2 separate regions of the Gasterosteus aculeatus genome follow, and region 2 is linked to region 1. A link is a contact called in public Hi-C data. All regions are on one chromosome and are shown on one strand. The core of a region is the stretch at or near the end of the contact, and the rest is flanking DNA. Distances in the headings are between cores, read along the strand shown. Region 1 holds the start of espnla (espin like a). Region 2 overlaps sned1 (sushi, nidogen and EGF-like domains 1).

Region 1 (5,273 bases), core at 796-3,295:
AGCTGATAAGTCCTAGCGTTTATCATATTTTGAAGATGATTTTAAATGGAATCGTATCTTAAAGACAGTCTCTGATGGGAATCTCCTTCGTCTCGTCAGCCGGTGCAGGAGATCTGCCAGAGAGTAAAGTCTCTCAACAAGCGGCCCGAGCGGCTCCGGATCCTCCTCCACACCGACGCCGCTCAGGCTCTGGGCAAAATCCGAGTGGACGCCTGTGAACTAGGAGTGGACTACCTCACCATAGTGGGACACAAGGTCAGGAACCAGTTGGATAAAAAAAAGAAAATTCAATTTGGCGTCACGAACATGGAAAAAAAAAGGTTATTAAAAGTTCCGCGGCGCCACCATTCCCAGTTCTACGCCCCTCGGATCGGCGCGTTGTTTGTGAACGGCCCGGGAAGAAGAACGCCGCTGTATCCCATGCTGTTCGGAGGAGGACAGGAGAGGAACTTCAGACCAGGGTACACATTGTCCTCTTTGAGGACGTCTCCATTGAGTCCCAAGTATGCATGAAACAGCTGCAAAGATCTAAATGTAACGGTCAATCGACCCTTTTTTGAATATTACAGCACAGAAAACACGCCAATGATTGCTGGTCTGGGAAAGGTATGTTCCCTATTCCCTAAACGTGTTACTGGAATATTTCTCTGAATACTATTTGACTGTATGGGAAGTTTTTTTATCTTTCTATGATGATTTATTGTGTGTCTATTAGGCTGCAGAGCTGGTGACCTCTAATCTGTCAGATTATGAGAGTCACATGCGAACTACCAAACTTTACCTGGAAGAAAGACTGAAGGTAAGTTTGATTCCGTTGATTCACATTCGCTGGTGTATGTCAATAGTCATGACAGCAGTTTCTGCAGTTATTGAGGTTGTCATCTGCGCAAAGGAGGGCGTGCGTTTGTGTGTTTTCCGTAATGTGCTTTCCTTTTTTAGGCCGTCTTCAACGGCAAGATCCGCTTCAACAGCCATTTCCCTGGCGCGGACATCCTGCCTAACACATGTAACGTGTCCATCCTGGGCCCGACATTACAAGGTGATGTCATCACTTCTTCCTTCCCCGGGCTACGTGTGCTTTGGCGTGTCGTTTAACCCTACACCAATGTTTGCGAGAGTCAGTTCATGACCTGCACAGGGCTCCGTGTAAGCCGCAAAGGCTTTGAATGATTAATCTCTCCCTCTCCTTCTTGCTCTATCTCTCTCTCTCTCTCTCGCGCTCAATTTAGGATGGAGGGTATTGTCCAACTGTAGGAGGCTGTTGGCCAGCGTTGGCGCCGCCTGCCACTCAGACAGTGAAAACAGGTAAAAGAGCCCCTCTTTCACCCGTTACGCTTTTGGTCCGGATGCCACGTTGATGCCAATCCACCTAATCCCCCCCCCCTCCGCCGCCGCTGCACTGTGTCCATCCATCAGGCCGTCCCACGTCCTTCTGAGCTGTGGCGTCCCCCCGGAGGTGGCAGCTAACGCCTTGCGCCTGAGCGTTGGCAGGGCGACGACCAAAGCGGACGTGGATGCAGTTGTGGAGGACCTGAAGGAAACTGTGCAGCTGCTGGAAGAAATTAACTGAAAGGCCTTGATGTGCATTGACAGTCGTCCCGTAGGTCAGATACAGGTCAGGTGTATAGAATTGAGATGCACCGTGTTTAGTGTTTTTGTTACGTTCTCTGATCATGCAACAAATATGATATATAATGAATAAAAGGGAAGAGCTGCTGCTTCCATCAGGAGCCAATCAGCTAATTGGAGTCAGGGTTACATCAACGTGTTATAGAAATAAAACATATTAACACAACCTTTTGATATTTTGTCATGAATTCAAAGAGCTGTGAAATATAACATGTGGCCTATAATCGTTTGATCGGCCCCGCTGAGATGATTTTTTTAAAATGTTGGAAGAAATAACAGCGCGGTGCATTGGCTTCTCCCGTTACCGAGGTCGGTGGAGCGTCGGAGCGGGTGCCAGCTGACGGTCACCGGCGTACAAAGGAGCGCCTCCAACCGTCCGTCATTACCTTTCTATCCCCCCCCCCCCCAAAAAAAAGGCCAGGCCGGCCATCTGGCTGCTTGCTCGGGTTCCACTTTCCTGGCACGTTTTCTTGCTATCGGATGTGAGCGGGGGATGAGCGCTGTCCCGGCGGGGGGCCCAGAGAGCTGCGGGGAGCGGAGCGCGCGGCCATGGTGCTTCATCGGGCCATCGGGGCGGCGCGAGCGGGGGACCTCGGTGCCCTGCGGCAGCTGGCATCTTCCGGTCACCTCTCACCTGTGATCACCGACGCTCAAGGCGCGGGCCCGGTGCACCACGCGGCGAGGTGCGGACGCCTGGAGTGCCTGCGCGTGCTGGTGAGCGAGCTGGGGCTGGCGGCCGACCGCCGGGCCTCCAACGGGGCCACGCCGGCGCACGACGCCGCGGCCACGGGCCACATCCGGGAGCTGCGATGGCTGGTGGATTTTGGAGGCTGCAACGTTAATGTGAGTTTGTCCACCGTGTGATTCTTTAGAGGAGGGGGAGCAGTTGTAAAAAGGTCCCGTAGCCTACAGAACCTTTTTACAGATGTATTACCAGCCAGTGTAATTGGGTCCAGATGCTGAACTTCGCTATTGGAACGGAGTCCGGTCTGCTGATGTTTACATCTCGTCGCTTCTCAAGTCTCGTGAAGAACACACGTGACATAACATTGAATTTCAATGGCGGCGAAAATCGCAATCGCCGTTGAAACCTCTTGATATTGACACTGAGCCATCGCAGTGGGTGAGTCGCACATCAAGCCTCACCCCACTCCCATCCTTCCTCACGTTTCCAGGACAGGGATGCTGCGGGTTCGGCCGCCCTGCACCTCGCCGCCCGCTTCGGATGCGCGGAGGTCATCGAGTGGCTGCTCTCCGTCGGAGGAGAGGCCGAGGCGGAGACGGACTCCGGGGCCGTGCCGGCTCACTACGCCGCGGCCAACGGAGGCCTCACCTGCCTGAAGCTACTCGTTGAACAGGCACCTGGGTGAGGTCATAGACGCCTCTCCTTCTTTCCTACAAAGGTCCATCAGAAAACAGAAGGAATGAGCTCAGCGTTTATGAGATGAATGTGACCGAGCTCACAGCTGATTAGGCGCCAGTAGACGTCTGTTTATGGGTGTTTGATGTACATAAACGCTATAAGAATATATGATCATGGCCTCTGCCCGCTGACTGGAGACCGGTGACAGGCCTCAGGTGAGAGGAGCTAATGTGCAGTCAGCCAATCATTACCTGATGCATGAATACACCAAAGATCAGCATCACACTTATGGTCACCTGATCGTTATCCTTCTTCCTCCTCTTTTTTTCACCTTGCCACAATCTTTGCACGTCACCGTGGTAACGGCAGAAGTGCTGCCTGTGGTACACCTGGTGGGGACCACTGGCTTAGAGGACCTAATCATGCACACTCAGATTAAAGCAGGTGTCACATCACAAGGACAACAACAACTAAACAAAAGAGACCACGTGAAACATGTCGCCCGATATTGATCTCGTCTCTTCTCCATCTCGTAAACCCAGTGTCTCAGACCGTGTCTCCCTCCAGAACCACCACATGTAACCATCAGTCCCCGTTGAATGATACTTGCCTGGACAGCGCTGGTCGCGTGGCAGCCCCGCGGGTGTGGAAGGACCGTATGTATGTACGCTGTAAAAGCAGCTCTGCCGCGTTGACTTATCCTGGTTTCAACCGTCACTGCCCAAATATCAATAAAGTCTGTTCAAATCACAGCAGGCAGCCACGGATCAGAGCGTTTAACAGTAGGCCCGTCAAATGTGGTTGTCCGTCACATCGGCGTGTTCTCTCCACTACATATCTAACTGGTGTGTTGCATCTGGAGCTTGGATGTGTGCGAGACATTTTGTCACCGATGCTTAACCCCCGTTTGTTGATCCATGTCGGCACACAGCTGTGTGGACCGCCAGACGGTCACCGGCGCCACCCCGCTCTACCTGGCCTGCCAGGAGGGGCACTTGCACGTTGCGCAGCACCTCGTGGACAACTGCGGCGCCGACGTCCACCTGAAGGCCAACGACGGCATGACCTGCCTGCACGCCGCCGCTCACATGGGCCACCAAGCTGTCGTGGCGTGGCTGGTGAGTCGAGGGGCGCCACGAACGCACGAGACATGTCTTTGTTTCACTGTGTAACCTTCCTCGCCGGACCTCAACAGGTGACCTGCACCGATGTCAGCCTGTCCGGCCGGGACAGGGACGGAGCCACGGCTCTGCACTTTGCTGCCAGCAGAGGGCATCGTTGCATTCTGGAGAGGCTGCTACGCATGGGTTTAAAGGTCGTGGAGGATTACTGGGGAGGGACCCCCCTTCATGATGCTGCAGAGAATGGAGAGTTGGAGGTTGGTCGGGTCTCCTTCTTTTTAGTTTTCACAAGTTGTTCTCATAGTTTTAGTCTGATCTTATCTATATAAATTCAACTTTTCTGTTTCTTCTTACGCTTTCAGTGCTGTAAAATCCTGTTGGCCAACCAGGCGAACCCTTCAGATCCTGATGTTGATGGGTTCACCGCAGCAGACCTGGCAGAGTACAACGGACACCATGAATGTGCCAGATATCTCTGTGCCATGCAGACGAACGTACGTCCCCTCACCTTCTCTACTCCTAGAAGCATCTTGGTGTGCGCAGTAATTACAAGGCCTGCAGCATGGTCTGCAAAAGGTGGTACATGGGACCGTAGAAACAGTGTCTGATAGAGAATGATGATCAAATATTACATCCACAGATAATGTAGTCCAGTTGGTTTATGTCGCTAATTGGTGTAGCTGGATCTCATCATTTTTAAACCTCACGATGTAAACAATATTGTTTGTGAGTGGATACTCACAAAATACATAAAATTCGTCTCCGGCGCCCTCGTCCTGCACTCAGCCTGAGAGAACCTCGGGAGTGGAGGACGACGGCTTTTGTGTCCTTAATGAGGCGTTCATGGTGCCGTGAGGGCCGGAGGAGATTCGTGCCTCTCAGCTTGCCACGGAGGACACTCTGAGACAGGCTCTTTTGTTGGGCGCAGAAAGCTCGACACCCCTCAATGTGGCTGATGAATATTCTAGCGTTACCCCTTTGATTGTGCTCGCCGAGGCGTGTTCAAATCAAGGGGTCAGCGCAGTTAAAAACCGGCCTGCGTGTAACTGGAAACTACGAGTCGCGCTGCCGTGTGAAACCTCTTTATAGCTTAAGCAGCAATAATCAGGTGTAGAGGAGGACAGTTGGTGCGGACATTTGAACTGTTTGTTTTTAAGATG
Region 2 (4,812 bases), core at 1,005-3,504, 57 kb after region 1:
AAATTGTAGTTTTCTGTATTCATACCTATATCCCTTTGACACCAAAGAGGCTATTTGGCTTATTTGTTTGCAAGCCAGCTTAGATACAGAAAAACTACTGGCATGGTGCGAGGAAGAACCCATTCAGCTGATCCGCTTCCAATGTTTTTTCACTTTTGTTAACATTGCGAGAAATGGAATTTGGCTTTATCAGAGGTCTGCAATCCCTGAGGATATGCAGTCTTTCCCCTCGTTATCAAAAAAGTTACTCATTGTTTATTTTTGTCCTGATCGCAATGACGTAGTGTGTATGTTTCCTTGCAGGGAAGCCAGACCCCTGTGCCTCCAGCCCGTGTCGGAATGGGGGAACATGTTTCCACTACATAGGGAAGTACAAGTGTGAATGCACAGAGGCCTTCAGCGGCAGGCACTGTGAAATAAGCAGGACGTCCCTACAGGCCGTTGCAGGTGAGCACACCGCGGGTCACCACGCAGCGGCGTCCAGATCTCGGCTTTGTGTAACACTGACTTCAATAGATTGGCACAAGCAGGGTGTGATGTTCTGCCTTCCTGACTCCAAATCGATACTCTCCAGACTCATCTTCTCTTTATCGCCTTTGTTCAAATGATTTGTTTCGTTTCATCCAAACAATGTAATCTAGCTTTAAATAAGTTAAGTTAAGTTAAGTAAGAGTGGATAACGTACAATACAAAGGAAGTCCCGCCCCCTCCTCTTATCACCGCTGATCCTCATCAGGTCAATCTAATTATTCATGAATAAAGTTATTATTTCAGCCATGCGAACTTAACAAACATTCATATGAAGGGAATCCACATAATTCCTACTAACAAATGAAATAATATGATTTAACCAAAACAGAAAATATGGCTCCAACACAGCGGATATCCTGAGCTCTTAAGTGGAGAGATACTAGCTTTCCATGTGCAGATAATTTTAGCATGTTGCTGCACCGGAGGCCTCACATTTACAGATATAGAGCAGCTACAGAACCTATATAAAGTCCAACCCGATGATTCATGTCTGGGCGCTCCAACAGCACGCTGGAGATAATTTTAGGAGGCTAAAAACAGAGAGGCTGCATGGAAAACACCTTGGTAGCTGTTAGTCTGTTCCTGGATGAGCTCCGGCGTTCGTGAGCTTGCGTCACAATGCGGCCGAGCCGACGTTAACAACGTGTTTGTATTCCTCTCAGAGCTTGGCTGCGGCCCGCCGCCACAAGTGAAGAACGCAGAGGTGCAGTTCTCCTCAACAACAACCGGCTCCATGGCTGTCTACATATGCCACTCAGGCTTCAGATCCGTGCCCAGAGCCACCCAGAGCATCTGTGGCATTCAGGGGGACTGGAGCCAGCCCCCCGTCTGTGAGGGTCCGTAACACACACACACACACACACACACACACCGGACGAAAAACAGTCCTTTAATGACCCCGGAAAGTCCTAATCAATCATTCTAGGGTCTACAAAAGTGCATACTCTTGTGTCCTAATGTCTTCATTCATGTCACTGCAGAGGTCAATGAATGCCTATCACAGCCTTGTCTTAATGGCGGTACGTGTCGGAACCAGGTGGGATCCCACCAGTGTGAGTGTGCAGATGGCTTCAGTGGAAGCCGCTGTCAGACAGGTAAAGCCTCAACTTAGTCGTCTGCTTTTTAAAAGTCCAGTGCATGTGCACACACTTATAGCTTCCTATGTGTGTGTCTTCCCCCCCTTAGCGGACATAAAGACATGCCTGTCGGAACCCTGCGAGCACGGGGGGACATGTGAGGACCGGCCTGGCTCCTACCTGTGTCATTGTTCTCAAGGCTTCAAAGGCCAGAACTGTGAAATGGGTACAATGTGAATTCAATCTGTTGCTTTACCTTTGAAGCTCATACCTTATTTTTACTATACAGGAGCGCTATCACATTCTACTGTACATTACTGAACTGTGTGCAGAGCAGGATGGCTGTGAGTCCGGCCCTTGTCTAAACGGAGGCGTGTGTCGGGGTTACAGACGGAATTATTTGTGCTCATGCAAAGGCGGCTTCTTTGGGGACCAGTGCCAGATGTGTAAGTGGCTTCGTCAAAAGCGAATTCACACAACCTGCACCCAGTCGGCCAAAGACGTGAACCCGCAGACACCCACAGACACTAACCGCTTGTGTCTGTCGCCCCCAAGTGGAGAACCCGTGCGTTCTGCAACCTTGTGGCAACCGCGGCCTCTGCCGGAGCGACAAGAGAGGGAACTACAACTGCTTCTGCCGTGTCGGACACACGGGGAAAGACTGCGAGAAAGGTCTGTGAGAGTCCCACCCGAGTGCTACTCCCGTGCTCTCCGTAGCTCACCGCCCGCTTCGCAAAGGCCGCTCTGTGACTACATAACATATGAATTTGACGCGTGAAGTTGCCACTGTTCCCAGACCTGTTGCCTCCCTCCGGCCTCCACGTGCTGCGCGTGGAGGAGAACGAGGTGGAGCTGCGCTGGGACGAACCGGAGGCCTCGCACAGCCCGGTCAGCGGCTTCCTCGTCACGTACGCCCCCCTCGGCCGGAGCGACCCCAAAAGTGACCTGCTGGAGAGGCGGCAGTCTTCCCACGTCATGCGCGGCCTGGTGCCCGGCATGCTGTACAACATCTCCACCTTCTCCATCAAACGCAACACCGACAGCAACGACAACAGTCAGCCCGCCACCGCGCTTATACGCACCAGTGAGCACGCTTTTTAAGGCCTTATTAGAATGTGTGTGTGTGTGTGTGTGCGCTTTCACGGCTGTGTTTCCTTTGCTAGGACCTCCACCGGCGGAGCAGCTGCAGGCCGTCAACGTGTCCTCCTCCCAGGTGTGGCTGAGCTGGCTGGTGCAGGCGGCGCACCACGCAGCCGTCAGCAGGGTGCACGTGTCACTGACGCCCGCGGACGGCGGCGAGGCTCGCACCGCCGTGCTCAACGCGAGCGCCACGGAGCACACCTTCAGGTGAGGCCCTGCGCCATTAGAAGTTACCACTAAACGGTGCTGATGCTGAGCTGTAATCGGGTGAAGGGGCTTTCGGCCGGTAGAGGGCGCGTTTTAGTCAATGACTGAGGCTCTCAGCAGCACCGTGAGGATGAGGAGGTCAGGTATCCTTTGTCCGCCGGAGTGCCATTTTCTTTCTGTCCCCCAGTTCATTAGTGCCTGGTCAGATGTACACAGTGGATGTGATGACCCAAAGTGGAATCAGACCAGACGAGTTTCCTTCCACCAGCCACTCCGCCGGACCGCTGCAATTCTGGACAAGTAGGTCACATGTCATCATGCAGAAGTCATTACAGCGATAACAACCTCTGATTAGATCCCAGTGTGTTTGGTGTATTTCCAAAATACGATGATTTCATTCATGTGGAAATGCTGTAGACGTTAGTCATGGTTTTAATCAACACAATGATGTCACAATTAAGGCTTTATTCACATATGTTATTTAACCCAATCCTCTGTTAAGATCCAAGCACCTTAAACTTAAATGTGTTGTATTCACTGGTCATCATTCTCGAAACAATGTGTTTGTCCCTCAGGACCTCTCCCCCCACAGAACCTCTCCCTGTCCCACGTGACCACTAACTCGGCACTCATCAGCTGGAGCCGCCACCCGAGAAACGTCCCCGACGGCTTCGTGGTCAACGTGACCCGAGGGTTGAACACCAGGAGCCGCTTCCTTCCCAACGGGAGATTAGGATCGTATACCCTGCGCGAGCTGACGCCGGGGCAGAACTACTACGTGGCCCTGACGGCGGTGAGGAGCACCGGGCAGGAACAGATCCACAGCTTCCCGCAACACTTAGCCTTCGCTACCTGTGAGTGAGACCATGGTGCTGGTGCCTGCACGGCCTTCTTACCATAGAAGGTGTAGAAATGATTTCTAGTTGTGTAGAGGAGACACTGAGCGGGTTGCTGTTTATTAGTCATATTCTTTTCACAGTTTTGTTTGTTCAAACACGGACTCTAATGGGACCATCCCACAACCCCCGATACGGTTCATGCATGATGTGTTGCTTCATGTCGCTTAGTCAGACGGGTCCTATATAAGTGATTCGTTGATCCAACAGGTCTGCCAGTTACTACTTTTTCACAGAGGGTTGGGAAGGTTCGGCTAGCAGTTTATCACTTCATACAATCATCATCATTTACAACTTAAAACATTTGAGTGTGATTAAAATGCAAAAGGAAAAGACTAAACATTAAATGAAAGCAATACAAATAAAATTAAAAGTAAACGAATAAACTGTACAGGATAAAATACACGACACACCTTCCGTTTCTAAAAGGAACTGAAGAAAGAAGAAGTCCAGGAAGAAAGACCCTCATGTCTCAAGTCTCATAAAGGCTCATAAACCTCCTAATGTCGAATAACTGACTTTCAAACATGCTCTGAACCCGTGTCCTTTAACATAGTGCCAATGGGGGCCAGATCCGGGAGAAGAGAGAGGCCAAGCGGGACGGGACCAGGACCTCAGGTGGTCCGCACACTTCCCCCGTCTCAGCCTCAGCACCGCGGAGGCACGACCGAAACGGAGAACTCGGATGAGTTACCCAGGTACACGGGGAGCGTCGACGGTCATAAAAACATGTACGATGGGGAAGAATCTGTTTATCATCATGCTGAATTAGAAGTTGCAAAGAACGACTCACCTGTTGTCAACGCTGCAGGTACACAGAACTCATCGACAGACGGGGAAAGATAACGGCCAAGTTCACTCACACGCCTCGAAAAGCCGTTCGACATCGCACTAGTAAGTAAGAGTGAATCACATGACTCAACCATGTGATTAACCTTCAGTACGTCATCGCTGAAATATTT

Evidence for each region. Hi-C and Micro-C count contacts between places; a contact is called where the count stands out from the background.
Region 2: a Hi-C map of tail fin shows a contact between it and region 1, with 2.8 times the contacts expected there. The contact joins the enhancer-like site here to the promoter of espnla in region 1. A contact is called at or near these places in 2 of 6 Hi-C or Micro-C datasets (skeletal muscle and tail fin).

What each region holds. Positions count from the first base shown.
Region 1 is chr8:4,315,151-4,320,423 of fGasAcu3.hap1.1, forward strand. espnla (espin like a) reads left to right here and starts at 2,046. Exons shown (of 11, transcript XM_040185182.2): 1 at 2,046-2,472; 2 at 2,805-2,995; 3 at 3,924-4,110; 4 at 4,188-4,370; 5 at 4,476-4,607. The coding sequence starts at 2,179. scly (selenocysteine lyase) reads left to right here. Exons shown (of 13, transcript XM_040185180.2): 7 at 100-255; 8 at 355-461; 9 at 570-606; 10 at 716-799; 11 at 940-1,039; 12 at 1,230-1,305; 13 at 1,417-1,795. The coding sequence ends at 1,570.
Region 2 is chr8:4,372,322-4,377,133 of fGasAcu3.hap1.1, forward strand. It overlaps sned1 (sushi, nidogen and EGF-like domains 1), which reads left to right. Exons shown (of 32, transcript XM_078107609.1): 15 at 304-447; 16 at 1,194-1,367; 17 at 1,512-1,625; 18 at 1,717-1,833; 19 at 1,940-2,053; 20 at 2,163-2,279; 21 at 2,404-2,691; 22 at 2,771-2,954; 23 at 3,142-3,254; 24 at 3,530-3,808; 25 at 4,407-4,548; 26 at 4,662-4,744. Among protein-coding and RNA genes, the nearest start is that of ryk, 7.1 kb to the right of the region's middle. Within about 2 kb of position 2,255, at least 1 of the 9 cell types and tissues checked has open chromatin away from gene starts, as enhancers often do.